3 separate regions of the Zea mays genome follow, and regions 1 and 3 are each linked to region 2. Evidence: chromatin contacts called from public Hi-C data. All regions are on one chromosome and are shown on one strand. Each heading gives the region's core, a stretch centred on a gene start, on an enhancer-like site or on the middle of the called end of the contact. The rest is flanking DNA. Distances are from core to core; before and after follow the strand shown.

Region 1 (3,180 bases), core at 578-3,077, 480 kb after region 2:
TGCTAATTTCATTTTGATGGGAACTTTGAGCAACCTGTAATGCATTCTAGCATCTAAAGTTTAGCACCTCAACGCATTCATCCTTGATAAAAAAAAAGCTATTAGTCATGGAGAGTGAACTATAGAAGAATACATGATAAACGAACCAAACGAAATGAGAGATATCGAGATAAGTGAATCCCTGCACATACTTGTCCAAAGTGCAGCGTTCAGTTCCTTGCTGATATCAGAAGCTGCAAAGGGGTAATCTATGCATGCACGCTTTTGCAAGATAATTCAAGATAATTCCATGGTTCCTCGTGTATTCGCCCAAAAAACCTTCTAAAAAATTACGTTGTAGTCGAGATTACAGAAAGAAAATATGGCCTTACGAATAGCTTGCAGGTCCATTTCACACTTAAAAAACTGTCTGCATGTAAACATGTTCATCTTTATGGTTTCCAAAGGCACCAATGCAATACAATGCTACGTGTATCAACCTGTTCCAAGATTGGATCATCAACACGTACAGGCAACTTCGCAAGCAAGCGCAAATATGAAACTGTCCCTCAAAATCTCAGTAAAAATGTTTGGTCAACACACACTCCAATCGATCAGACGTCAGACCATCAGAAACTTCGGAAGCAGGCGCCAATCTGAACAAAAGAAAACTGTGTGCCATTCATATAATGTCACGCTTCCAGTATCATATCAATAACATGCAGTGTATCAGATATAAGATGCATAATTTGATTTCGTCCTAACAATCAGATCGCGTATAAAGCGAAAGAAGTCACAAAGTCAGATCCAAGACGAAAGAACTCGTCTCTCAGATGCGCGGTATCACGTCACCACTGCGCTGCTCTAGAAATCGAAGCCACCGCCGTCGTCGAACCCGGCGTCGTAGCCGGCATCATACGCCGACGAATCCGAGATCATGTCCCCGACCAGAAGGCCCCCGACGGCGCCACCCAGCAGCCCGGCGCCGAGCCCCATCCCGAAGTTGTTCTTCTTCTTGGGCTGCTGCTGATACCCGTACCCGGCCTGTGGCGGTGGCGGGTACCCGTACGCGGCGGCCTGCGGTGGCGGGTACCCGTAACCGCCGTACTGCGACGGAGGAGCGGCGTAGGGCGCCGCCGTGCTGGGACCGGCGGCAGGGTAGGCCGTCACCGGCTCGCCCGCCTTGGCCGGCTTGCCTGCCGCAGGCGGGTACGCGCCGCCCGGAGGTGGGTACCCGTCGGCCTTGGCTGCCGGCGGGTATGCGGCAGGAGGCGGGTACGCGTCGGCCTTGCCTGAAGGAGGCGGGTACGTGTCGGCCTTGCCGGACGGTGGCTGGTACGCGGAGGTAGGCGGGTACGCAGCGGCCTGGGTGTAGGCGGCCTGGGCGGGGGCGTAGCCGTTGGCGCCTGTCGTCTGGGTGACCTCGCCGAGCCTGTACGACAGGTTGAGGACTCCCTGGGGCTTGCCCGAGGAGATCTTGCGGACCTGGTAGGCGACAAACTTGGCGGGGACGGGGCCGTCGGGGGCGCCGGAGAGGAGCTCGGAGAGCGGGATGTGGACCTCACCGACGTCGCGGTCGCCGAGGGCGCGCTCGGCGCGGAGGAGGATGTGGAGGGAGGAGGAGGCGCCGGTTGCCGGGACGGCGAAGCGGAGCGTGGCGTTCCAGGTAGGGTTGCGGCCGCCGGCGCGGTCGGCCTGGATCCGCTGCCGCGACCGGGGGTCGCCAGAGAGCGAAGCCACGGCGTAGACCTCCATCTTGGATAGCAGGTTCACGTCCTTGAGGTCCTTGGCCGAGATCAGTGTCAGCTCCAGCGGCCGCGTCGTCGCCATGGCCGGGAGCTCGCGGGTGGGCACTTTTTTTCTTGTTTGGATCCGGCGGAGACGCGAGAGAGTCGAGATAGATGATGGATTGGTTGGTTCTCCCTCTGCGAGATTGATCGGTTTTGTGTGATGCTGCTTGTGCTGGATGAATCGATGACTTGAGATTGTTTCCACGACACAAGGCTCGTGTTTATGCTAGGGAGGGGATCGGAGCTCGGAGGAGGCTGCTAGGACATTTCTTGAACGCGGATACTTTGCCTTCTGCATGACTGGTGGGTCCAAGTAACATGGGACTGTATGTCAGTGAAACCTTTGGTGGCTTGCAGGTACTTCTAGAATCTAGACCCCCGTGTGTGATGGAGGTCAGCGGTTTCCTTACACGCGGATGAGAAGAGGAGAGTGTAGCATGTATGACGCGTGGTCTCAGGGTGTGTCTGGGCTTACTCTGTGGCGCTTTGCGACCGCACCGCAACACGCGGATCGGTTGCCAAAGGCGCCGAAGGAATGGGACCGTTTCTTTTGCTCAGTGCCGTTGGGCCACCTTGTCGGTGTCTCAGTGCTGTTTGTGTAATATCCCAAGTGGCGACGTTTCTGCGCATTGACCAACGCCAGTGTGGCGTGGTTCTCAGCGAATCTCAGCCGTCAGTTGTGGTAGCGCCGGCGATTCTCTTGCGAAAAAAGAAAGATCGCCTTCGCCGTTTGCCGGAGGGATCTTTCCACGCGTCGACGACGCTGCTCGTCCGTCGCTATGGTTTTCTTCGCACAGTATGCTTATTCCATTTTGTCCAGAACATCGTAATTTTGTCCCAAATTAAAATTTATTCTATAATTTTAATATATTTATACAATAATTAATATATATTTTATATAAGTGTATATTTTCACTACTATTTAAATATAGACATAAAAATAAAGAACTAAAACGAATAATAATTTTGGAACATAAGTAGTACTAGATAAGTGCCCGTGCGTTGCAACGGAAAAAGTACAATAATAACATACGTATGGTCATGTGTTGTGTTGTAAATCAAAATTAATTGGCCTCTAGAACTTTGTAATAGTCTCATAACTTTTAAGATATATAGTTAGATGTTCGTGCGTTGCTACGATTTATATATATCATATAAGTAGACTTTATTTAAAAACAAAAACCAAGAACGGTCTTTCATAGATCATCGAAGTTTAGACTTTAGATACAACTTTATTTATAAACAAACTCATGTAAGATACAAAGATCAAGTGCCTTTCTTTATAGGATCTTTGAGTCCATTTTTTGCATGAACTTACTGGCACAAGGAAAAGAAAATTCAATATCAAACTGATTGAAGGGTATGGAATTATCATTAAAATTTAAGTATGGAATTACCATTGCAATTTAAC
Region 2 (2,814 bases), core at 168-2,667:
AGCCCCCACCGACGCCTCGGTGGTCGTACTCCACAGTCACTCTGGCGTCCACGGGCTGCCTCTCCTCCATCTCCGCCGTATGCTGCTTCGATTTCGCTTTCCCCTTCGCCTCGCTGGGTCCTTGCTGCGCCGGTGCCGGTGCCGCGGCCGTATCGTCGCCGCCGCCGACGTCGTCGGCGCTGGCGTTTTCTTTGCTGTCCTGGGCCGCCGGATTCGGGGCCTCTCCTCCGCCGGCGCTCGGCTTGGGCTCCGGCGGCGAAGGTAGCGGGTTGCTCGGCTCCGCCGCGGCGGCCTCGGCCGTGTCGGCGGCGGCGCCGCGCTCCTCGGCAGGTTCGCTGGGTCGGCCCGGCTCCGCAGGCTGGTTGTTCTTGGGCTCCTCCTGCCTTTGGCTCTCAGCTGGTGGTACTGGTGCCGGCTGCTCCTGCTGCTGCACCGGCTGCTCCGGCCACAGCTCCGCCTGCTTGCCGGACTTGCGCAGCTTGGCGACCAGCATGTAGGGGTCGAGCTCCGTCGAGACCGTCGCCACGACCTTGTTGCTCCGGGCATCGATTTCGCATCGGTACACGCCTTGAACAGGATCAAAAACAACACAAACTCAGCACCTTCACCCGATCAAACTGTCCCAGAGACTTGCCATCGACTTTGTTTCGTTATTTTACCGATTAGAAAAAAAACAAGAACGAGGCCGGCAATTGCTTGCAAAAAAAAAAAGGCATGTACTAGTGCTGAGTAGGTGCTGCAATCGAAGGCAAGGAGCTGTGTAAGCAAGGCCTTGGACAATGCCAAGCTACGACGTGTGGGTGGTAAACTGAAAGACCCGCTAGCTAAGAGCGTGCGACGCGTACCGCTGATGTTCTGGAGCACCTTCTTCACCTTCTTCTTGCATCCTTGGCAGTGAATCGACACCCTCAGCGCCACAACCTGAATTAAAACAGGACACACAGTCACAGACGGATCGCTGAGAAGAAGAAGAATCAAACAGAAAGAAGAAGAAGATGAAGAAAATAAAAACAGTGGCTGGACCGCTGGAACAGGAATCAGACAAGCTGAAGAAGAAGACCAATTGCGCGCTCTGCAAACATGTACCAGAACTGGAACTCGATCGGGTCCAGGGAAAGAGATTAAAGAGAGAAGAGGAGAGAACATTGGTACCTGGCACTCTATAGGCTCTGATGAGGCCATGAGAGCGAGGCGAGGAAGGTGCTCGCAGGAGGAGGAGGGGAAAGTCAAGTGCGCCCCTCCTGGACCTGGAGTCGTCGTGAACTGATCGGAAGCGCGGAGGGAGAGAGCTTTATACCCCGCACTAGTTTAGTAGTGATAACAACGAGTGAAAGGAATCGAAGCAACCGCCATATATACGGAGAACGAACGAATAGTGCTGAGCTGAGCTGCTGAACACCTTTGGTGGCTTTAACAAATGAATGGACGCACCACGCTCTTGGAGAGGCTGGCTGGCTGGCTTTGGGAGGAGGTAAAGATGGCCGTGAAAGTGAGACCAAGCGTATGGAGGTGGACATCCATGCATGGTTCACTAGTGCTAGTCCTAGTCGTCTTCTTCTTCCTTTCTTTCTTTCGGAGCTCATCATGAGCTGTACTACAACACTGTGTAGTCATGATGCCAACTAAAGCGGCTTTTTCTTTCTTTCTTTTTGCACTTTTGCTAATTGTTGTTGCTGTCTTGCTCAACTGAGCTACAACTAAAGAGATTTTTCCTGCTGTGCCGCTCTTCACCTTCCTTCTCCTCCTCCTCCTCCTCCTAGCTCCTCCTGTTTTCTTTTCCGTGAGACCCAGCAGGAGGCGTCATTGGGCAACAATTTAGATCCGTGCAGCACGTGGATTTGGATTCTTCATCTGGAGATTTAGTTGTGCTGGTATGTGTAGGTCTTTGGTTTGGACTTTGGCATGGCACCATACAAAAACCGCTAGCTAGCCATATTATATGCTCTCTCTCTCTTGTCGACGCATGCATGCTCTTGCCTTGGAACCATAGAATTATATAACCAAAAGAAAGGAAACAAAAATATATACGAGGCGTGCTTTTAGTAACACAAAGCCTTTTTCTTCATAACGTAGTAGTACGTTTTTCACTTGTGAATGGAAACAAGCAAAAGCGAAGCAAGGCAGGCAGCAGCAACTCGATCGCTGACGAAGGAGATGACGGCGATGAAAAAAAAAATACAACGACGACGAAACACAAGATGACAAAGAGGAGGAAGACGACTACAAACAAAGTGTCATTCTATTTGTTCCCTCCCCTCCCCTCCCATGGTCAGCAGGATTATTACGACAACCCCTCCCATGCAATCATGCATGCATGGGCCATGATGATGGCTAGCTTCTTCACTGCAGCTCTCATGCAATGCAACCGAGGGTACGGTTAGTGGTGGCCGGCCTCCACCTCCGTCGTCACGCCAGTCGCCGGCCGCCCGCGAAACACCAGAGGAAAGATTGGCCACTGCATGCAACGCGATGCAAGTGCATCTTGTTAAGCTGTTATGGGTTTCGTTTGCCCGCCCGCCGTGCGTGCAGAGGAAGAGTTTGTTCCGCTGCTGCCTCGTCACAAAGCGCCTCGTGTGGTGTGGTGTGGTGTGGTGTGGCGTGGCGTGGCGTGGTGTCGCGCTTTCTTCAGTTTCCCATGGAGAAGAAAGCATCGATTCCACGTCCCGGCCCGGGAGGAAGAAGCCTTTTTAATTTTCGACGACGCACCGTATTTGCAAAAGGTGAGTTCTGGAGTGATCTGGAATTCGTTTTTGTGTGTTTGCAGGGACGTGGGAGGAGACCTAGCTAAAATATGGCTGCCTTTATTTGGTTATG
Region 3 (2,908 bases), core at 221-2,720, 380 kb after region 2:
CAAACCCAACAGGTGAGTCGTAGGAACGGGCCTTGCGGTTGTGGGCCGAAAATTTTGTTGTTGTTCGAATCAACAGTCACGTCGCTCAGGAAGAAGGGAATTACGGTGAAGAAAACGCGTCCATCCAATCCAAGCTTCACAAAAAGATCAGCACTAGTAGGATATGCAAAGACCAACCAAAAGGCAATGAACACACACGAAAGCAACAGTGTTTATTACACAGGCTGTTAACACATGGCGCAGCAGCAAATGCAAGACAGGATGCTGCCTCTTTTATTCGACTCGGGGCTCCGACGCATCCGCGACCCAGGCAACGGCGCAACGCAAGGCGAGGTCAAGCCGAGGAGGAGGGCGGCGGGGGCAAGGGGATGGCGGCGACGGTCTTCTGGAACGCGGGGCGGGCGACGATGGCCTCCCACCAGGCCTTGACGTGGGGGCGGGCGGCGACGAGCCCGGCCTTGGGGGTCTTGCTGAGGTAGAGCAGGTAGGACGCGTGGTTGGCGTCGGCGAGCGTGAACTCGTCCCCGGCGAGGTACTTGTTGCGGGCGAGGTGCGCCTCGTACACGTCGAGCACCTTGGCGAGCTGCTCCGCGTGCTTGTCCACCACCGCCGCGTCGGGGGCGCCGCCCAGGAGCGGCCTCACGAGCAGCTGGAACACCAGCGGCGACGCGTTCGGGTAGAAGTGGTGCGACTCCACCTCTAGCCACACCTCCAGCTTCGCCGCCGACGCCGTCGCGGGGAGCAGGTCCGTGCCCTCCGACGCGTACTTGCTGGCGATGTACCGGTTGATCGCACGGGACTCTGCAACGCGAGATTGCGGTTCTTACACGACACGACAGCTATTGAGTTCTTAGGACAGTTCAGCACAGAAATCCGAGTGGTCAACACAACAGGGATAAGGTTCATTTTTTTAAAAAAAAAAATTGAAAAAAAAATCCAGAGATTACTGCTCCTAGATCTGGATCTAGATCTCGTACGTTATTTAATTTCATAACAATAATCAACCGCGACGAAGAATTATTATCAGTAAAAACAGAGGCGGGGGAGTTTACCGAAGAGGACTTCGTCTCCGTCGACGAGAGCCGGGATCTGGCCGAAAGGCTGTTCGGACGAAAGAGGGAGCCACACAGATCAGGCGCAAGCTAAATTAGCAGAGAGAGAGGAAAGACGCATGAACATGACGCACGTTGAGGGCGAGGAAGTCGGGCTGCTTGTGGGCGCCGGTGGTGAGGTCGACGGGGACGATCTCGAAGTCGAGGCCCTTCTCGTTGAGCACGGTGGCCACGCGCACCACGTTGGGGGACAGCGGCATCCCGTACAGCTTCAGAGGCGCCATCCCTGCTGCTGCTGCTTGGTCAAGTCTCTCGCACGCGTCCAGGCCGCAGTGGATAGGAGTAGAGTGGGAGCGAGTTTCCTTGCCCTCCGTTATCTTCTTCCTTCCTTATTATAGCAGCTGCCAGCTGACGAAGGAGGCGGACGGGCGGGGGCGACAGGGGCAGCCGCGATATATTTAATTGCGCCACCGCAATTTCTAATAAAATGGCGCAAATTGCCGTTGCATTGCATCTCCATGAGGCGGAAGGTAGAAAGGAAATCTGCCTTGGAAATCGAGATGCCGATGGGTTCTCATGTTAAAAATCGGCGCATAGATTACCAGATCTGTTTTCCTGTAGTGTCCCGAAAAGGAGACCCGAAACGAAGCTGCCTTGACGGACGCACGTTATAAATGGAGACGCCAATGGGTTTATCGTGTTAAAAATCGCATTGCCATGTCGATTTCTGATCAAGAAGGCTACGTGTACAAGTTATGTAAGGACCATATTTGGTTTTGTAATTGAGCGATATCCTAGACTAACTGGCAAGATGCTTGCTATGTTTTCTTTTTATATTTAAGTATAGAATGTAAAATATAGACACGTTTCTAGTCCTCCGCAGAGAATTCTGAAGCAGTATATGTATACTGAATCACCCGATTCACCCCGAGATGCAAGGCCAGCAGCGGTGGGGGTAGGTGCAAGGCGTTACGGGCATGGACATTGAGTCATCAGGTCAAGGATAACAAATAAAAGAACGGACGACGTGTGCTGTGTGGTGAAGCGACGAACCGCCAGCCGTGTGGTGGTGGTTGGGGGCTTGGGAGAGCGGATGCGGATGATGATTCGCATGAAGACGAAACATTACTATTATAAGGATCACAGCGCAACCAACCAATCAAACACAAGGACAGAATAGTTAGGCATACCGACAATATTTTATCCTAAAAGGCAAGGGCAAAAAAAAAATACAACGCTAGCCTAACTTATTCACCACGCTAAGACAACATTATTAGGCTACTTTATTTTATTCATGAAATAAATAACGATGCATTCTACTACGTTCGTCTGCAGACGGGTGATTTAGGCCTTCCGCAGAACAAACAGCAGAGCCAACAAGAAATATATATTTACAAATAAACTATTATTATTTTTGCTAAACCCACGAGTCAACGAAGGCACACAAAGATAATGTACAATCCTGGTACCGCGGTAGTGGGCATGAATAGATTGAGGGTGATGCTGACAGTATGTTGCGTTGCTACGGACTAGTGACTACGGTTGATCCGACGGTTTCAGGAAACTGTAGCAATCCAGCTGCAGCATTTCTCCTCCGTTGACTGGATCAAACCGGCATCTGTAGAAGCTGCAAAACCATTGGGGGGAAAGAAGAAATATTTAGATTTAGCTACAGCGCTTATTGTTGTAGAGAGCGAATGTTATGTTCCATGTTATCACCTTCCATCCATGCCAACGACTGCCACAGTATTCTTCTCATGTCCAAATGCAACAATATAGTGTTCACCCTCCTGCAGCCTGAATTGGGCTACTGACCATTCAGAGTGAAAATATTTTGGCAGCACACCTTCCATTGA

Evidence for each region. Hi-C and Micro-C count contacts between places; a contact is called where the count stands out from the background.
Region 1: a Hi-C map of ear shows a contact between it and region 2, with 2.8 times the contacts expected there. The contact joins the promoter of LOC107403161 here to the promoter of LOC100191808 in region 2. A contact is called at or near these places in 4 of 25 Hi-C or Micro-C datasets (ear, leaf, leaf mesophyll and 1 more).
Region 3: a Hi-C map of endosperm shows a contact between it and region 2, with 5 times the contacts expected there. The contact joins the promoter of LOC541990 here to the promoter of LOC100191808 in region 2. A contact is called at or near these places in 5 of 25 Hi-C or Micro-C datasets (bundle sheath, ear, endosperm and 2 more).

Annotation. Positions count from the first base shown.
Region 1 is chr3:157,018,080-157,021,259 of Zm-B73-REFERENCE-NAM-5.0, reverse strand. It overlaps LOC107403161 (Protein SRC2-like protein), which reads right to left and starts at 1,827. Exons shown (of 1, transcript NM_001321443.1): 1 at 638-1,827. The coding sequence starts at 1,809. The coding sequence ends at 844.
Region 2 is chr3:157,502,883-157,505,696 of Zm-B73-REFERENCE-NAM-5.0, reverse strand. LOC100191808 reads right to left here and starts at 1,417. Exons shown (of 3, transcript NM_001153668.2): 1 at 1,153-1,417; 2 at 846-921; 3 at 1-567. The coding sequence starts at 1,182.
Region 3 is chr3:157,123,168-157,126,075 of Zm-B73-REFERENCE-NAM-5.0, reverse strand. It overlaps LOC541990 (Glutathione transferase III(b)), which reads right to left and starts at 1,470. Exons shown (of 3, transcript NM_001111641.2): 1 at 1,187-1,470; 2 at 1,053-1,101; 3 at 1-801. The coding sequence starts at 1,336. The coding sequence ends at 335. LOC100272812 (WD repeat-containing protein domain phosphoinositide-interacting protein 3) reads right to left here. Exons shown (of 4, transcript NM_001147265.2): 3 at 2,772-2,898; 4 at 2,217-2,679. The coding sequence ends at 2,589.